3 separate regions of the Gossypium hirsutum genome follow, and regions 2 and 3 are each linked to region 1. Evidence: chromatin contacts called from public Hi-C data. All regions are on one chromosome and are shown on one strand. The core of a region is the stretch at or near the end of the contact, and the rest is flanking DNA. Distances in the headings are between cores, read along the strand shown.

Region 1 (3,993 bases), core at 503-3,002:
TTCCTCATTATCTTCATCCTCACTGCTATAATCACTGTCACTATCACTCTCATCCACTTTCCTCTTTCCCATCCTATATAAGCAAACAAAAATAAGTCAACAATCTATATATCAATACCAACCTTATTAACGGCAAATTAAAAGAGCTTAAAAACTTACCAAATCTTCAATCTTTTGGGGTCAGCTCCTCCCGGCACTGTCTTCCGTTTTCCATTTTGGCACGCCGCCCTAACGGACTCTTCAACCACTGCCACTGCCACGCACCTCGCCGACTGCTCTCTGTACTTCGCTACATACTTCTCGGCCTCTCCATCTCCAACTCCTTTTTTCCCAGTTTTTGCTTTCTTCTTTATGAAGTCTTCCGCGATCTTCTCCAACTTTCTCTGTTCTTCCTCCGCTTTCCACTCCTCCAACCTCTTCTCAGCATTCACATGCCTTAGCCTCCTTCCGCTCATGTCTCGGCACGCCTCGAAATTGCTTGTCTTTTTCTGCCCGGCTTTTGTGGCTGCGCCACGCAGCAGCGACCCGAAACCTCCTTTGCCACCGAGGAGCCGGAGGGAAAGGTTGAGGGTAGCGTTGGAGTGGGAAATCACCGAATCGTCCTTGAGTTGATGGCCGCGAATCAGTCGCAGGAAATTGAAAGGGATTTGGGTAAATTCCTGAATTCGGTGCTTGACATCGCTGACTTGGACTTGAAGGGTCGGGAATTGGAGCGACAAAGTTTCACCATTGAGAAGTTTAACGAACAGCTGTAACTGCCTTGGGTTCAGGTCCTTCATGTCGATATCGTCTCCGCTGATTTGATGATCTTCCATAACAGGTACGTGTCCGTGATTTCAAGAGGAAAATTTGGGGATCAGGGAAAGGGAGAAACTAGGGTTGGGATCCTGATTATAAACCTAATTTCCCGAGTAGTCCATCTTTTAATATATTGGGTGTTCGGGTCAACTCCACCGGGTAAGGGAGAATCCTTAAAAGAAAAGGCAAAAAATGTTTAATTATAAGAAGGCCTCAATTTATAATATAAATTTTAAATTGATCCCAAACTTCAAAACATTTTAATTGAATCTTTAAAGTATCAATATTGTATCAACCAAATTCTTGTATCACCTTAGTCATTAGCTTAGATATTAAAAATCAATTCAAATATGATGTGGAACATATTTAATCACATAGTTCAAATTATAAATATATTTATTTATCATATGGACAATTTGGATCACACATGTTAACAAAATAACTTTCTTATATTTATTAGCTCAATATAATTTTTAACATATCATATTCAAATTATTCATAAATGTAGGTGCAAAGCTGTTTACAGTTTAATCCACTTGTTTTAATTTTTAAATATGTTTTATATCAAGTTTGAACTAATATCTAATGTTGAAATTGATACAAGTGTTGACGTAGAGTGATTTAGATGGGCGATATGTTTACCTGCGGTTAATGTAAAAACAGTAATGGCGGTGAGATTAGGTATTGCATCAATATTGTAGCGTGAGACAAAAAGCTAAACGCACCACACCGCACTCCACCGCCCATCTAAATCCACCCATAATGACCTGATTGATATAATATTTATATTTTAAATATTTGATTAGAATACTTTGAAGTTTAGAGAATAATTTAAACTTTAAGCAATAGTTCAGGGACGTTTGGTGAAATTAATCCAAAAGTCGTTGGGCCTGGTCACAAACAAACCTGTCATAAAAACTGTTATGATTTCTTTTGTTATGTTTTACTTGGACGGCTCAGCAATCGAAACAACGAAACCCTCTATCTCTCCCCTGATTGCCCGACAACCCGAAAATCTCCCTTCACATAAAATTCAATTAGCTAAATGAAGAAGGAATATATACCCGATAAAGGTCGGAGCTTACCCGTGGATCCAAATCTCCCCAAATGGATCTGCCAGAACTGTCACCATTCCCTCTGCATCGTCGGAGTCGATTCCTACGTCGACAAGTTCCCCAACGACTCTTCTCGATCAGGTTAGGGTTTCTCCAATCTCTTCCTTTTTAAATTTCTGCTTCTGCCCAGTTGTTGAATTTAATATTTTTTCAGTTTAATTAGCTGAGGATTAATTCTTTTTTATTTTGGAGTGGTCTGAGTTGCAAAATTTATTGGGGATTTTCTATTATCTTCATGTATTTATGCTGGAATTGGGACCAAAGCATAGTGGATTCTTCAATTGTTTTATTTGGCTACTAAGTACTAAACCTGACTATAACAGCAGTATTTCATGCTGATGTTCCTTGCTAAGAAAATTGTCTGTATGAATGATGCAGCAATGCAGGGGTCTTCGATTCATGGAGCTAGCAGCGTGCTGGGTTCAACACGAATGGATAACTCTTTCGTCGTGCTGCCAAAGCAAAAGCCCTTGGCCCCAGGAATACCTCCACGACCTCGTGGCATGCCTGGTCAGCCTGATACTGGCCAAGCTAGGAAAGGTATGGAAGAATCATTTGTGGTGGTTGATAAATCAGAGTCTGCTTCTGATGGAAGTGGGACGCAATTACCATCGTCAGAAGGTGGACCAAGCAGTTCTTTGCAGCCGAATAACTCTGGATTTCACTCAACTATTACTGTCCTGAAGAATGCATTTGAGATTGCCACAACTCAGACACAGGTATTGCTCATTTTATTGCTTTTCCAGTTTGGTGCTTCATTGTTGTAGAGAGGATATATTTATACTCTTTTATTCTGCATTTGGCATTTTTAGGTTGAACAACCATTATGCCTTGAGTGTATGAGGGTGTTGTCTGACAAACTTGACAAGGAGGTTGAAGATGTGACTAGGGATATCGAAGCATATGAAGCCTGTCTTCAGCGCCTGGAGGTGGAACCACGAGATGTACTCAGTGAGGCTGATTTTCGTAAGGAGAAATTAAAGGTAGCTGTTTGGCAGTTTCTATGAGTAACTTATATGATAAAGGATAAATGGTTCCTCATGCTAGTACTTTAATTTGCGGAGAGAATTGTTAAGGGCTTTTTAATATTTTCTAATGTCTAGACACTCTAAGGCTTTAGTTTCACTTTTGTTTGGATGAGGGAGGTTTCACTCCAGAATGTTAATAAATTTTTGGTTTCAGAACAGGGTATCATAAAAGACACTAGAAGATGGCAGAGGGCTAGGATTGTTAAAATGTACAAGGATCCGATAACTGTTTTACTGGATGAATGAAAGAAAGTCCCTTTGAATTAACCAAAAAAAAAAAATCCTTCAAAAAAGAAAAAACTTTTCCCAATGTTAATCCGCATTGTATTGTTGAAAAAAATATGAACAGTAAACCAGGAATACTAGTAAATGACAGTTCCTCGTTATGATATATGCATTAACTGCGTTGATGAATGATTTTCCTAGTTAAATGCATATCTGATTGTCTGTTCATTCTGTAAGATCGAGGAAGAAGAAAGAAAACTTGAAGCAGCAATTGAAGAAATAGAAAAACAGAATGCTGCAGTAAACGCAGAACTAAAAGAATTAGAGCAAAAATCAAACCGATTCAAAGAATTGGAAGAGCGGTAAGTTTCTTCTTCTTCTTCTGTATCTTTATCCTTCATATGTATTCGTCTCAGATAAAATTGTAGTGTTGTACAACACTTGTTTTACCTGTTTTCCCTTTGTCCTCCCCCTTGAACCTCCATCTCTTTCTCAAACCAGAATGCAAAGCACACCTTGATTTGTATATGACCAGGATTTTTTTAATTATAAGATCCTTATGCTTGTTGGAATCAATGTGTGACAGGTATTGGCAAGAGTTTAACAACTTTCAGTTTCAATTAATCGCACATCAGGTTAGTTTCTGATGCAGTCTCTTGAGCAAAACTTTTCTTTGACCCACAATTGATTGATAAAGACAGTCCAAGATGGTTCAGCAAATGTCAATTTTACTAATGTTGTTATTTACATTGATGTGAGTAGTAAAGTTAATCAGCATTTGCAAACAAATATTCTTTCAAATAACAAAGCGAACTCCTTAACTACCT
Region 2 (4,038 bases), core at 277-2,776, 280 kb after region 1:
ACACTTACCATCTTCATTTGTTCCACGGATATGTGGTGCTTATCAAGACGAGTCAATCCTCCGTCCATTACTGAAATCGTACAAATTTTTTCGGTTTAAAAATTGGGGATTTAAGAGTGATTTTTTTCGGTTTAAAAAAATCAAAATTATTTAAAATTATTTAAAAATAGGGATTTAAGAGAAATTTAAAAGGAAATTGAGAGCTAATTGAGATTAAATATGAATTTGAGAGAAATTTGGAAGGAAATTGAGAGGAAATTTGAGAGAAGATTTGTTTGTGAAAAAAAAGGGTGGGGGTATTTATAGGTTTTTTTTTACCGTTGGGGGTGGGGCAACGGTCAAATTTTTGACCGTTGCACTGTTCACGAGCGGTCTAAATCGCGTCCCCAGGGACGCGCCACTTCATCAAAGCGCAACCACGTCAGAGCGCTTTGCTGACGTGGCAACAAATCGCGCTCTCAAAGCAGCGCTTTGTTGCCATGTCAGCATAGCGCGCTGACGTGGACGCGATTTGCTGACATATCCCCTGACTTCGCGTTGACGTGGACGCGATTTAGGGGAAAGGGGTCCATTCCGGTAAATAATAAAATACCGGGCCCATTTCAGTAAATTTAAAAAAAATTGACTTTTTTTGGTAAATTGCCCCTAATATTACATCACATCATCATTTAAATATTTTATAAAATTCTAATTTTTAAGTGATAATATGATGATACAATATCAAATGTGTCAAATAAATAAAATTGAAAAAGTTGTTAAGTTTGAGGATTAACGAAAATAATTCAAAGACTAAGTAGAGAATTATCAAAATCAGGACTTTATCTCTTTTTCTAAGGTTTAATATATCATTTGGTACTTGAATTTGATAATTTTTTTAATGTGCTACCTGTGTTGTTTTTTGGTCTAATTTAATATATATATTTGACAAATGTTATATTTTTTTACACCCAAAGGTTACAATGCTAACTTTTTTAGTGTATAATTTGGATTTTAGGATTTATTTAATGAAAGTTAATCGCTAATAGTATTAGGTTTAAATTTTTTATGATTTTGTTAATAGAATAAATGTAGTGTTAATTGTGAATTTATTTTATTTTCATTTAATTTGTCAAATACAATCTAATTAATGTGAATTAATTTAGGTTTAGGGTTGATATGATGAAAGTTAATTACTAATATTATTAGCTAAGAATTTTTATAAAATCAATTTTAAAGCTCGAATTAAAAACTAAAAAGTTAATATTGTTACATTCATGTACCTAAATATATATAATTTTTGTCAAATGTAGTTATCATAAAGACAAAAAAAACATATATTACAATAAAAAAATTTCAAACTAAAATACCAAGGTAAATTAAAGATAATTAAGTATAACGTTTTTGCCGTATAAAAAGGAAGGTACTAAAGTTTAGACTTTAGATGCACTATTGAATTTGTGCAGACAATTATTAGCCACACAAATGAGTTTAGATGAGGAACAGTCCTAAAGACATGATCAAAAAGCCTCTCATCTCACTTCCAACGTGTCATGAAATGACTGGCAGAGATCTCATATCTCGTTCCACCTCACCACCATTTCATCATTCAAAGTGCACCTTCCAAAGCTAAGGGCCTCTGAGCCTTGTTGTCATCCAATCAATTCCAACAAAAATCCTCCATTGTTGATGGTTCAAGCCTTTCCATCATACATTTGACACCCATCTCTTTGCATAAAAATTATGCAAATGAGGACCCTCAATGCAGCAACTCCAAGTTTGACACCTCTCTCGGTTCTTTCTGAGACAAGAACCGAGACCAGAAAAGCACCATTGCTCCCCATTGCTTCACCACTCAAACTACCCAACTCCCCGGCTTTTATTAAGACCCAACCAGCTTTGCACCAGTGTTTTTCAAGAACCTTGCATGGGGGTTTACTGCTACTGCCATCACTTCTCCCCAATGGTTTCGCTAAAGCCTTGTCATACGAGGAAGCCCTACAGCAGACTACGGGATTCTCCTCGTCTGTTGATTTTGACCCAAATGGGATCCTTGATACCGTTGTCAGTTTTGTAACTGAGAATCCCACGGTTATAGCTGGTGGCACCGTTGCTTTAGCAGTTCCTTTGATTTTGTCTCGTCTGTTAAAGAATCCAAAGCCATGGGGAGTTGAGTCTGCAAGGAGTGCTTACGCCAAGCTAGGTGACGATGCCACTGCTCAGTTGCTGGACATAAGGCCTCTCAAGGAGTCTAGAGATGTTGGTAGCCCTGACATTAAGGGATTTGGGAAGAAACCGGTGTCAATTGCCTACAATGGTGAAGATAAACCAGGGTTCTTGACAAAACTGTCTTTGAAATTCAAGGAACCTGAAAATACTACCTTATTCATTATAGACAAGTAAGCTTCTGAAAACCCTATGCCTTGTATATATTTGTTCATATGTGAATTCCCAGCATTGTCTATGAAACCTTCGTTTCTAGTTAAGGATCCACTCTTATTGATGATTGTATCACTGTATCTGAGATTAAATGGTTTGTGTGTTGGTTGTGGAGGAAGAATGTAGAAATGTATATGCCTATACGGAGGCTCATTGGCCTTAAGCTACACAATAGAATATGGCCATTGCCTCTTTCTTAATTGATCCTAACCCATAAATTAACTGCATTTTGTTCCAAGGGTTGAAGGTTTCTAAATTGATAGTCTATACGTTCTTAACTGTTGAAATGTGTCCTTTAAACATATGTAAGCATTGGCTGACAAATATTTTATTTGTAACTATATGCAGTTTGTTTGTAGGAAAGATGAAATTAGAACTTTCATTTGATTCATCTTCTCATATTGCTTTAAATTTGTGTTGAAAGCCAGATTTGATGGGAATTCCGAACTGGTTGCGGAGTTGGTCACTGCAAATGGATTCAAAGCTGCTTATGCAGTCAAAGATGGTGCTGAAGGACCACGGGGATGGGTGGTATGTGCTGTTCTAAATCAATTTTTTTTGTTTCTTTCTCCATTTTTTCTAAATTTAGCAATTGCACCTTTTGAGAATGGTTTCAATTTTGCAGAACAGTGGTCTTCCCTGGATACAACCAAAGAAAGGTCTTGACCTTAGCAATTTGACAGAAGCATTCGCTGAGGCCTTCGGAGTACCTATCTTCATCTCCTAATTGCTTATTCACTTTTAAGATTTTGATGTCATAGAGAGACTTTTCTAGATCTTGAATTGATTTTGTTGGAAAGTTCTTCAGCCTTTCTTATTAGTTTTCTTCTATATGATAAATGGTTGTGATAATCTGCAGGAGGGATCAGATGGCCTTTCTGTTACTGTGGGGATTGCTGCAGCTGCAGGGTTAGGCCTTTTGGCTTTTTCAGAGGTTAGGTTTTTGAGTCCTTTTAGTACAGTACCTCTGATTATATATATACACACACACCTCGAAACAACTCAAATTGTGGGTTTGCCATATCTTCTGCAGATAGAAACGATCCTTCAACTTTTAGGCTCAGCTGCTATTGTGCAGCTTGTAAGCAAGAAATTCCTGTATGCAGAGGTAAGTCTCCACTTTATATTAAATTGGATAATCAAATGTCCTAAAAGCCTAAGCCCTGTGTAGAAAGTAAGTGCAAGATGAGCAAAGATAAATGACCATTGCATGGTCCAATAGGCAACAGTACACTCATCCAGTGACTGTTTGTTCTAAATGCTTAAGCTCATACAAAATGATATGGTTATGAACAAATATGGAATGTGTCACTTAACTTATGTCTCTAGTTCCGTAAGGCCAAAACATAATGGTTTGACTTTCTACTCTGCTATTTATAACAGAACCGAAAGCAAACACTTAAACAAGTTGATGAATTCTTAAACACGAAGGTGGCTCCTAAGGAACTTGTCGATGATGTAAAGGTATCCAACCTTGATATAGACCTTGGTTATTATTTGTATGCTATTTTTATCTTGCATGACTAATTTTTCTATTTTTTGTATTTGCCTGTGAACTCAGCAAATTGGAGCAGCCCTTTTACCAACAACTACCACTAGCAAGGCTCTTCCTGCACCTACGGA
Region 3 (3,632 bases), core at 373-2,872, 440 kb after region 1:
GAACGTTTAATTATGAATTTTTTAATCAAACGGGCGTAAGTAAAAATTTTCAGAAAATGGGTCCACACAGTCTAACACACCCCCATGTGGCCCACACGACCCAAATAGCCCAGACTGTGTGGTCCACACGATCTGGCACATGGTCGTGTGTCTCACACGGTCTGCCACATAGCTTGGCACACGGCCGTGTGACGTCGACAGAATGCATTTCGGCTTTTCACTGTTCGCTATTTTTTTCGAGTTTTTCATTACACGCCTAGTCATTTTTCGATGTGAACGCAATCGTGAAAATTCCAATACCTAAATCGCCATTCCAAAAAGAATTAATAAGCAAGTCTCGCACTAAATCCGTCCACTAACTCGAACGCAACCAATCCATTAATACGAACTAACAAAACTAGCCCTTAATTAACACTTTCATCACTTACCTTTTGCAAAACAATAGCCAATAGAAGTTCAATTCACTGGAGGATCCAAAAATTCACGTTCCCCGCCTAACCAACATTACAAAATAACCGTTAATTTCAACGTCACAACGATATAAAACACTCAAAGCAAACATACGAAGAATTACCCACGACGAACTTACAAATCTAATTCTGAAATACTTACCACACACAGTCGTCATAAATTAATTGGCAAAGAGGCAACAAAATCGAGAATAACAAGAACAAGAAGGAAGATCAAAGAAAAAAGCTAAATGAAATAGGGAGGGCGACAGAAGAAGAAATTAACAAAGAAAAAAAGGAAAAAACATGAAATTGATACAAAAACACAAAAAAAAAACGCGAAGAGTGAAGGGAGAGTGGAGAGTGGAGAGTTGGACGGTTGAGGGAGAAAATTTAGGGGAAAATACGTCACCACTATTTTTTTACAACTACCCCACTAACTCCTATCATTATCCACATCAGATTTTTCCCAGAGTTTAAAACATACGCGAGAAAAACCTTACCACTAAATCAACAAACTTATTCTTTTCAAAACTTGTGCGGGAATTAAATTTAAGTCAAATATCTAAAGATAGAGATAGGAACAAAAATTCCAAAGAAAATGATTTGAACACAAGACCTCAAGCACACAACTAAATACTTAATCACTAAACCAGATCAATTTACATAATAACATTTTCACAATCCTAACTCAAAATTAAGATGTAACCACTCTTGATTTCATAAACCTAATTTTTTCTAACCCGATTTTTGGGATATTACAGATTATATCTATAAATGTATGCATAATATAGAAGTACATAGAGTTTAACAGAATTTTTAATTGCTACCGTTTAGACTAGACCTATCCATGGGCCAGGCGGCCCAGCCCGACGGCCCGCCCAAAATATGGGAGGGTTCGGGTAAAAATATAGGCCCGAAATATGGGCTTGGGCAAAAAAATGAGGCCGTTTAAAAAATGGGCCGGGCTCGGACTCAACTTTTTTGGCCCAAGCCCGGCCCGACCCGGCCCGAATATAATAAATATTTTTTTTTTATTTTTTAATTTTAAAATACTTTAAATATATATTTTTTATTTTTTTTATTTTTAAAATATTTTTTTTGTGTTTATTAAAAATCGGGTGGGTCGGGTCGGGCCGGGCCGGGCCTAAGAGTCGGGCCAAAATTTTTTCCGGGCCCGGCCCAAACCCGGCCCATGGACAGATATAGTTTAGACTCTATGACTGAAATCTGAAAAGCAATAGAAGAAATTGAAGTTAATTGTTTGATATGAATTACATTTGTTGTTGACATGCATATGTACAAGTGTTTGGGTGGGGCCATTTAATAACTTGTTTAAATAGATCCAAACCAAGTAACTGAAACAAGTACCAACATCCTTCACATTCTTCTCCTTTTGCTTGCTCTGTCTTCTTTTCAATTTTCAAAGCAATTTAATTCTCACTTACAATGACAGATAATTGTACGTAAATAAGCCACCTTTTTATTTTCTTTTTTAATCCAAGTCCACGATAGAATCATTTTTTACATACAAGCGATGTCCGACGCTCCATTTCCATCGGCCCTCAACAAGCCACCCGGATACAATGACCCTAACTCGCCCGCTGGGTTTAAACCGCCGCCGCGAAAGCCGGTTCTTCCGCCATCTTTCCGGCCCAAGAAAAAGAAGGGCAGTGTTTGTTGCTGCTGTTTCTGCATCTCTTTCTCGATCTTGATTGCCCTGATCATCATCTTCGCCGCCGTTTTCTACTTTTCGGTCAACCCCAAATTACCACGCTTCCACGTCCGGTCATTCCAAATCCCCCGCTTCAACGTCACAGAAACACCCGACGGTACCTACCTCGACGCCACGACGATGACGGTAATGGAAGTGAGGAATCCCAACGGGAAGATGACGTATTATTACGGCGATACGGCGGTCGACATCAGCGTCGGAGAAGGCGAGGACGAGACTGAGCTCGGGACGGCGAAGGTGCCCAAGTTCACGTCGAGGAAACAAAACACGACTAGCTTGAAAGTGGAGACGAAGGCGAGCAACAAGCAGGTGGATAATACGTTGGCGAATAGGCTTCTGAGTGGGTACAAATCGAAGAGTTTGGCGGTGAACGTGGCGGCTCGGACGAAAGTTGGAGTGGGTGTGGCGGGGTTGAAGACTGGCATGTTGGGGGTTACCGTTAAGTGTAAAGGAATCACCATGAAACAGCTCGACGGTGATGATATGCCTAACTGCCTCATCCACACCTTAAGATGGTAAACACGACGTTAAACTCTTCCATTTTCATTATTTTTAAGGTCAAATTGTGGTCTCCATCCCTCTACTAAGTTTAAATTGGATATTTAGTACCTATTTTAATTTTACATAATTGGTTGCTTTTCTTTTATAATAGGGATAATATAAAACTGGGCCCCTGAACTTATTCATTTCTACCTAGCTAGTTCCTAAATTTTTTTGGATATTCTATCAATCAAGTTGGTATCTCTGCACCAACACTATTAATTTGTGTTAATTGTGACATTGCTAGCGGATCGAATGGTGCCACATAGCACCCTCCCAAAATGTCATCTAACAAACATAAAATTAAAAAATATAAAAAAAATATAAATTGTTTATGTTTGCCGTGTGATATTCAAAGAGACTATCACATGGCATCATTAGATTGATTAACAGTACTACATCAACACAAATTATTGATGTTAGTATGGAGGTATTAACTTAGTTGACGAAATCTAAGTTCAGGGACTAAGTGCAAATAAACAAGTTGAAAGAATAAAATATATATGATTTTTTATGATATAATTAGTTAACTGATGATGTGAAGGAGGCTGTTTTTTTGGTTAAAAAGAGATGTTTTTTTTAAAAAAATGTAATAGTATATTGGTGCATGATTAATTAGTAATATTGTAATTGTGTGAGATTAAATAGATAAATTAAATATAGTAAAAGGACCAAAACATAAAAGTTACCTTATTTTAATGGAATTGAAACGAAAATATAGTACGAGTAGAGTTAGCATTTCTTAAACAGCACAATTCAAAGTGATGTTAGTGGCATAATTCATTGAACTTTTTTTGAATTAAAATGATAAAGCATCAATAAATGGTAAACATAGTTGAGAAATATGATGATATTGTGTGCAGGATCAAAGTTGGCTGATACTGGATGAGACGAGGTATTTTGTTTGA

The links. Hi-C and Micro-C count contacts between places; a contact is called where the count stands out from the background.
Region 2: a contact with region 1 is called in a Hi-C map of leaf, with 2.5 times the contacts expected there. The contact joins the promoter of LOC107900941 here to the promoter of LOC107900947 in region 1. A contact is called at or near these places in 3 of 34 Hi-C or Micro-C datasets (hypocotyl and leaf).
Region 3: a Hi-C map of leaf shows a contact between it and region 1, with 4 times the contacts expected there. The contact joins the promoter of LOC107900936 here to the promoter of LOC107900947 in region 1. A contact is called at or near these places in 3 of 34 Hi-C or Micro-C datasets (all in leaf).

What each region holds. Positions count from the first base shown.
Region 1 is chrD08:49,332,713-49,336,705 of Gossypium_hirsutum_v2.1, forward strand. LOC107900947 (beclin-1-like protein) reads left to right here and starts at 1,753. Exons shown (of 10, transcript XM_041098247.1): 1 at 1,753-1,994; 2 at 2,292-2,632; 3 at 2,726-2,896; 4 at 3,404-3,528; 5 at 3,753-3,801. The coding sequence starts at 1,844. It overlaps LOC107900946 (replication stress response regulator SDE2), which reads right to left and starts at 815. Exons shown (of 3, transcript XM_016826747.2): 1 at 160-815; 2 at 1-73. The coding sequence starts at 815.
Region 2 is chrD08:49,612,089-49,616,126 of Gossypium_hirsutum_v2.1, forward strand. LOC107900941 (rhodanese-like domain-containing protein 4, chloroplastic) reads left to right here and starts at 1,527. Exons shown (of 9, transcript XM_016826733.2): 1 at 1,527-2,375; 2 at 2,844-2,946; 3 at 3,041-3,121; 4 at 3,275-3,349; 5 at 3,449-3,523; 6 at 3,799-3,879; 7 at 3,977-4,038. The coding sequence starts at 1,720.
Region 3 is chrD08:49,773,874-49,777,505 of Gossypium_hirsutum_v2.1, forward strand. It overlaps LOC107900936 (NDR1/HIN1-like protein 6), which reads left to right and starts at 1,623. Exons shown (of 2, transcript XM_016826727.2): 1 at 1,623-2,699; 2 at 3,588-3,632. The coding sequence starts at 1,987. The coding sequence ends at 3,603.